Linked DNA regions of Mus musculus: region 2 is linked to region 1. A link is a contact called in public promoter capture Hi-C data. All regions are on one chromosome and are shown on one strand. Each heading gives the region's core, a stretch centred on a gene start, on an enhancer-like site or on the middle of the called end of the contact. The rest is flanking DNA. Distances are from core to core; before and after follow the strand shown. Region 1 has its middle 15 kb from the start of Gm33669. Region 2 holds the start of Susd4 (sushi domain containing 4).

Region 1 (2,811 bases), core at 263-2,762:
TCACATTCAGTCCTTTGCTGCTCAAATCCATGTTAGATATTAATAAATACAACACTGGAGGGTGGATTAGGGACTGAGTTCTCATGTATACATACATATCTGACCAGAGATTGTGTGTGTGTGTGTGTGTGTGCACATATTTCCATTCTGTTAAAACCTGTCATGCCTTTAATCCCATCACTTGGGAGGCAGAGGCCGGAAGATTTCTGAGTTCAAGGTCAGCCTAGTCTACAGAGTGAGTTCCAGGACAGCCAGGGCTACACAAGAGAAACCCTGTCTCAAAACCAAACAACCAAAAATCTGTCACAAAGGTTAATTTCCACTTTGTGCTTAAAAACCTTGGATTATTATGAAGGGCAGAATCACCTCCCTAACCCAAGAACTTGTGAAACAGTGGACAGTGGCTCTCAACCTGTGGGTTGTGACCTCTCTGGAGTAGAATGACCCTTTCACAAGGGGTCACCTAAGACCATCAGAAAACACAGATATTTACATTATGATTCATACAGTAGCAAAACTAGTTAAGAAGCAGCAATGAGGGGCTGGAGAGATGGCTCCTTAAGAGCATTAACTGCTCTTCCAGAGATCCTGAGTTCAATTTCCAGCTACTACATGGTGGCTCACAACCATCTGTAATAGGATTCAATGTCCTCTTCTGGTGGTGTGTCTCAAGACAGCTACACTGTGCTCACATACATAAAATAAAAAAATTTTTTTCTTGGTTTTTGAGACAGGGTTTCTCTGTGTAGCCCTGGATGTCCTGGAGCTCACTCTGTAGACCAGGCTGGCCTCAAACTCAGAAATCCACATGCCTCTGCCTTCCGAGTGCTGGGACTAAAGGCGTGCGCCACCACGCCCGGCTCAAACAAATCTTTTTAAAGTAGCAGCAGCAATGAAAATGTTGTGGTTGTGGGCCAACACAACATGAGGGCCTGTATTAAAGGACCACAGAATTAGGAAGGTTGAGAACCACGGTTATAGAATACCTTTCAGAGGAAAAAAAAAGTGGCCTCATCTCCTTGCTGGGTTGGGAGCTTTATAGAGTCTACCCCATGAGAATGGAGAAACTACTCCATAGTCCTGCATGCTGCTGTGTGACAACTTAAAATGCAATCCATTTAAAAACGAATCAAATATAAACATCTCGAGAGGGGCAGGGAGTCCTGTCTTGTAAGTATCCATTTGGTAGGTGTAGTCATGAATGAAAGGTGCTTCTCATTTACATTCCAGGGAAACAAAGAACACGGTTTGTGGTGTGCTCGGGTTTGGATCTCTGGATGTTTGCTGGATTGATGCCAGGCTCACAACAGGAGGCTCACAGTCCCCTCTGATATCCTCCCAGGTGGCTACCGCCATAGTGTGTACATAGAGGAGGTGCCTGCTGAAGTGGCATGGCATCTGTGGTGGCCCACCATGGCTATTCCTAGATACAAACGCAGAAGAAAGGCGTCCATCTGTTCAGCACACATGCTGGGAGACTCATAGTGGCACTGCTCGTAATAGCCCCAAGCTGGGAACTACTCTATCACACTGAGCACGGACTACCCACCACAATGCGCTGTGGATGAGGCTCACGCACAAGACTGAGAGAAAGATGCCAAGCACAAAAAGGCACAGTTCCATTTATATCAAGCACAGGAGACAGCCAAGTGTGGCGAGAAGAAGGCAGGAGAGGTTATGCTGGCTGTGAACTACAGAAAGAACATGAAGGGGCTCACATGGAGTCCCATATGGATGCTTCTTGACCCTGGTGCTAGTCACACATGCATTTAGTGAGCTGTGTGCAGCAAGTTTCCTGTTTTAGTCCAACTGATAAGAGGGCCAAACATGATGGTAAGGCCTCAACCACTTATCAGGGTTCTGGCTAAAAACTATCAAATCTCCTTACAGCATTTAGGTGGCCTGTTTGTGCGGACACACTTGTCTCAGCAGATTGAAACCTATCACCTATCTTCAAAGGTAGGTTCCAAAGGTTCTAGGCTCAGAGGCAGAGCTACAAAAAAAAAAAAAAAAAAAAGTCTCAGGATACATAACGACTAAGCTTCCTGGTTTCACAAATTCAACTGTGTATTGTATGAATCACAGCGACAACTATCCGATTACCACAGCAACAACGTTGCATCTGATGTTCTTGTTTCTTTTAAACAAAACAAAAAAGCCCCATTATATCTAAGTACACTGTAGCTGTTTTCAGATGCACCAGAAGAGGGCATAGGATCTCATTTCGGATGGTTGTGAGCCACCATATGGTTGCTGGGATTTGAACTCAGGACCTTCAAAGAGCAGTCAAGTGCTTTTAACCGCTGAGCCATCTCTCTAGCCCTCTTTTTTTTTTTTTTTTTGTTTCTTGTTTTGCATGTAAGTACGTGTACCATGTGTGTGCCTGATGACTGTGGAGGTCAGATCCTCTGGAACTGGAGTTCCAGATGCCTGTATGTAAGCCACCACATAAATGCTGGGAACCGACTCCAGGTTTACAGAGCAGCAAGTGCTCTTAATCTTGGGGCCACTTCTCTAGACCCTGGGGATGATTTTAAAACCTAGCTCTGAAGAAGACATCTTCAAGATGGTTAAGGCCTACGCCTAGAGCACTTGGGAGACTGACAGAGGAGGATCAGAGTCTGAGCTATACACAAAATTTGCAACAAGATTGAGAAGGATAGTGAGTGAAGCTGTGTCAAAAACTGTGGTACTGATGGACAGCGTGGGCTGTCGGCAGCAGGCAGCTACCCCTCAGCACATTGCAACCACAGAAACCATGTTAGGGTGATTTCTGACGACCCTAACCCTTCACAATACAAGCAGCAGCTC
Region 2 (2,886 bases), core at 52-2,551, 870 kb after region 1:
AACAACATTGAACTAGATTTATCTACTAAAAGCTAATTTCTCCTGCAAGAATTTGTTAAAATTACTCGCAGTAAAAGCCAACACGGTAAAAGCTGTAATTTCCAAACTACCTTCAGTATGTGAGATTTTGGGAAAGTCGATAGAAGGACGAGATGATTTGGTGGCTGTATCAGAAACATGGTTTTTCATATCCACAAATTGCTACAGAATAATGGGGATCCAGTGGTTCAAAAATACTGCCTGCCGGCCCTACCTCATTAAGGCACACCCCTTAATCACCAAGGCTCACACAAGTACCCTAGGAGCCGGCCCAGACCTCAGAGGGAGGTCTAGCTTGCTGGGGAACAGCAAAGGTTGGGAGAACAGAGCTAGCAGCAGGCTGAACTTAAGACACCAGGAAGGGACCGCTGACCAGGGGAACGTTCTTTCCTGGGGACCCCTGATCCTTTCGGGTTCTTACCCAAAGGAAATAAGCTTCCGGTGATATCCAGCTTTCCCGCATTGGCACCCATCATCTCACTGCCCGGTCACTTGTCTCCCTGAGGGAGAGCCTCTCAAGAGAAAGCTCCGAGAGATGCTTGCGTCTATCTCCAAGGCAGCCAAGAGGGAAAATGCCGACGGTGCAAGGGACGGGAGACAGAGACCCAGCCTCCTCGGGCTGTCCACTGGGCTCTAGGGGAAGCTCACACCCGTGGAGATGTTCGGGGTCACCAAGAACTTGAGGTTTTAGCAGCAAGGGTTGTGCTTACACCGCCCCATTCAAGTTAACCCTGTCATCGGTGATGGTCCTGGGTGGGATCATCCTGTCCACCTCCACCTTCGAGGTCACAGCCTCTGGTGGCACACACGGGGCTAAGGGCTCCAGAGGCCACTGGTGAAGGATCGCGGCGCAGACCTGCGGTGTGTGCGCGTGCGTGTGCCTGGGTATGTGTGCGTGCATACGCGTATGCGCGTGTGTGAATGCGTGTGCGTGTGTGCCGCCGCCTGGCGACTCGTGCCCGACAGGTGCAGGCGCGCCGGCTTCCCATTGGCCACGGCGTCCTCCTCCGCCCACGCCATCCCCTTACCCCTGCTACCGGCGCTGGCTGGGACCCGCCGAGGCGCGTGCAGGCCCGCGCGCCCCTGCCCTTCCCGCGCGCGCCCGGGCCTCGTCCCTTCCTCCCCCTCTCCGCGCCGCCGCCGCGCGCTCCCGAGCTCAGGTAGCGGGCGCGCGCAGCCCGGCAGCCGTGGCCCTCGTCACCCCCGCCCCCGGCCACTCGGGGGAGCCCGGGGAGGGAGCGCGCGGCGGGACGGGCGGGGGCGGTGTAGCCCGGCAGCCGCCGAGGCTTCCGTCTCGCTCGCTCGCTCGCTCCTCTGTCTTGCTCGCTCGCTCGCTTGCTTGCTCGCGCAGAGGCGGCAGCAGAGGTCGCGCACAGATGCGGGTTAGACTGGCGGGGGGAGGAGGCGGAGGAGGGAAGGAAGCTGCATGCATGAGACCCACAGGTAAGAGCCGGAGCCCGGAAGGGGCTTGCCTGCCCCGGGGAGGCGTGCGCAGGCCGGGCTGGGCGAGTTGGCTCCTGGCTCAGCTCCCCTAAGGGAGGAATTTTTAAAATAAAAATAACAGCTCAGATTTCATAAGGGACTGGGGCAATAGGAGCCTCCCAATCCTTGGAAAAGCAGAGAAGTATCCAGGGGCAGCAGGGGGCACATTGTGAGATTCCTCAGAGTGAAATGTACAGGCCCGGGGAAAAGTGTTTTCTCAGCCGCTTGATGCTATAAGGCTTTAGACTTTCCTGTCATGATCAGAGCCGCTGAATCCCGGGGACCAGCACAGAGCCAGTGTGCACTAACCCCTGTCCTCTCTCCCCTCCTCCATCCCTCCCGCACGCGCAGTATCCCATGGTGGCTGCTACTCTCTGGACCCTGCATGGGGGGTGGCAGGGAGGATCTCGCTGTGGGAAAGGGGGCGGGGGCTGCGCAGGGGCGAACAGGGATGGGATGGGATGGAGCCCGCAAAGCCCAGGCACCGGGCCCCCAGGGTGGAGGAGGGAGAGCTTGGCCCCAGAGCCCGGGCAACCCCGGGGTATTGTCGTGTTCCGCTCCTGGTTGCAGACTCTCGCAAGCTGGATGCCCTCTGTGGATGAAAGATGTATCATGGAATGAACCCGAGCAATGGAGATGGATTTCTAGAGCAGCAGCTGCAGCAACAGCAGCCTCAGTCCCCCCAGAGACTCTTGGCCGTGATCCTGTGGTTTCAACTGGCGCTGTGCTTTGGCCCTGCACAGCTCACGGGTGGTGAGTGACCCCGCTGTGGTGGGGGGAGCTTTGAATGGCCCAGCAGGGAGGGGAGACTGTACCGACCGGACAGCACTGCGCCTTCTGCATACGTGCAGACTTTAGGGGTGCCTGAGAAATAGAGTCCCTGTGTCCCAGCCTTCTGCAAAACCCCTGGAGTTCACAGAAAATTGTGTGGAACCGGTGTAGGTTCGCACACCCACCGGCAGCCCAATTGGGCTTTTCTGAAGGAAGGATAAGAAGCCTGGCACATTTTCCCATTTTGGCCCAGAGGAAAAAGAGGATCAAAGGAGTGTGTGGGGGTGGGGGTGGGGGGAAGCAGTGTATTTGTAGCCCTTCGACCCTTGATCTTTGCCCTTCACACACAGGTCAGGTTTGGGCTTCTGGATTTGAACTACTTTAGAATAAACCGTCTTGAAGAATGTGAAGGGTCTGAAAACATGGTCAGACCAGTTGAAGGACAGGTTTATTTGAAAGTTAACTTTCTCTTTCTTGGAGGTGGTGTGCTGAGGCATGTCTGTGACTGTTGGGGGTGGGGAAGGGCTGCAGAGTTCCCTTCAGGTATGTTTCTGGAAGACTGCTTAGCGAGGTCTGAATTACGGTGGGGATTAA

Evidence for each region. Promoter capture Hi-C pulls out the DNA fragments that hold promoters and counts their contacts.
Region 2: a contact with region 1 is called in a promoter capture Hi-C map of hippocampal neurons, with 5 times the contacts expected there. The contact joins the promoter of Susd4 here to the enhancer-like site in region 1. A contact is called at or near these places in 10 of 39 promoter capture datasets (the C10 cell line, the HPC-7 cell line, HPC-7-derived erythroid cells and 6 more).

The regions. Positions count from the first base shown.
Region 1 is chr1:181,892,444-181,895,254 of GRCm38.p6, forward strand. No RefSeq gene overlaps it. Among named protein-coding and RNA genes, the nearest start is that of Gm33669, 15 kb to the left of the region's middle. Within about 2 kb of position 1,513, at least 11 of the 459 cell types and tissues checked have an H3K27ac peak or open chromatin away from gene starts, as enhancers often do. A contact at or near this core is called in hippocampal neurons, where this site is marked.
Region 2 is chr1:182,762,915-182,765,800 of GRCm38.p6, forward strand. It overlaps Susd4 (sushi domain containing 4), which reads left to right and starts at 1,302. Exons shown (of 9, transcript NM_001356461.1): 1 at 1,302-1,482; 2 at 2,092-2,274. The coding sequence starts at 2,127.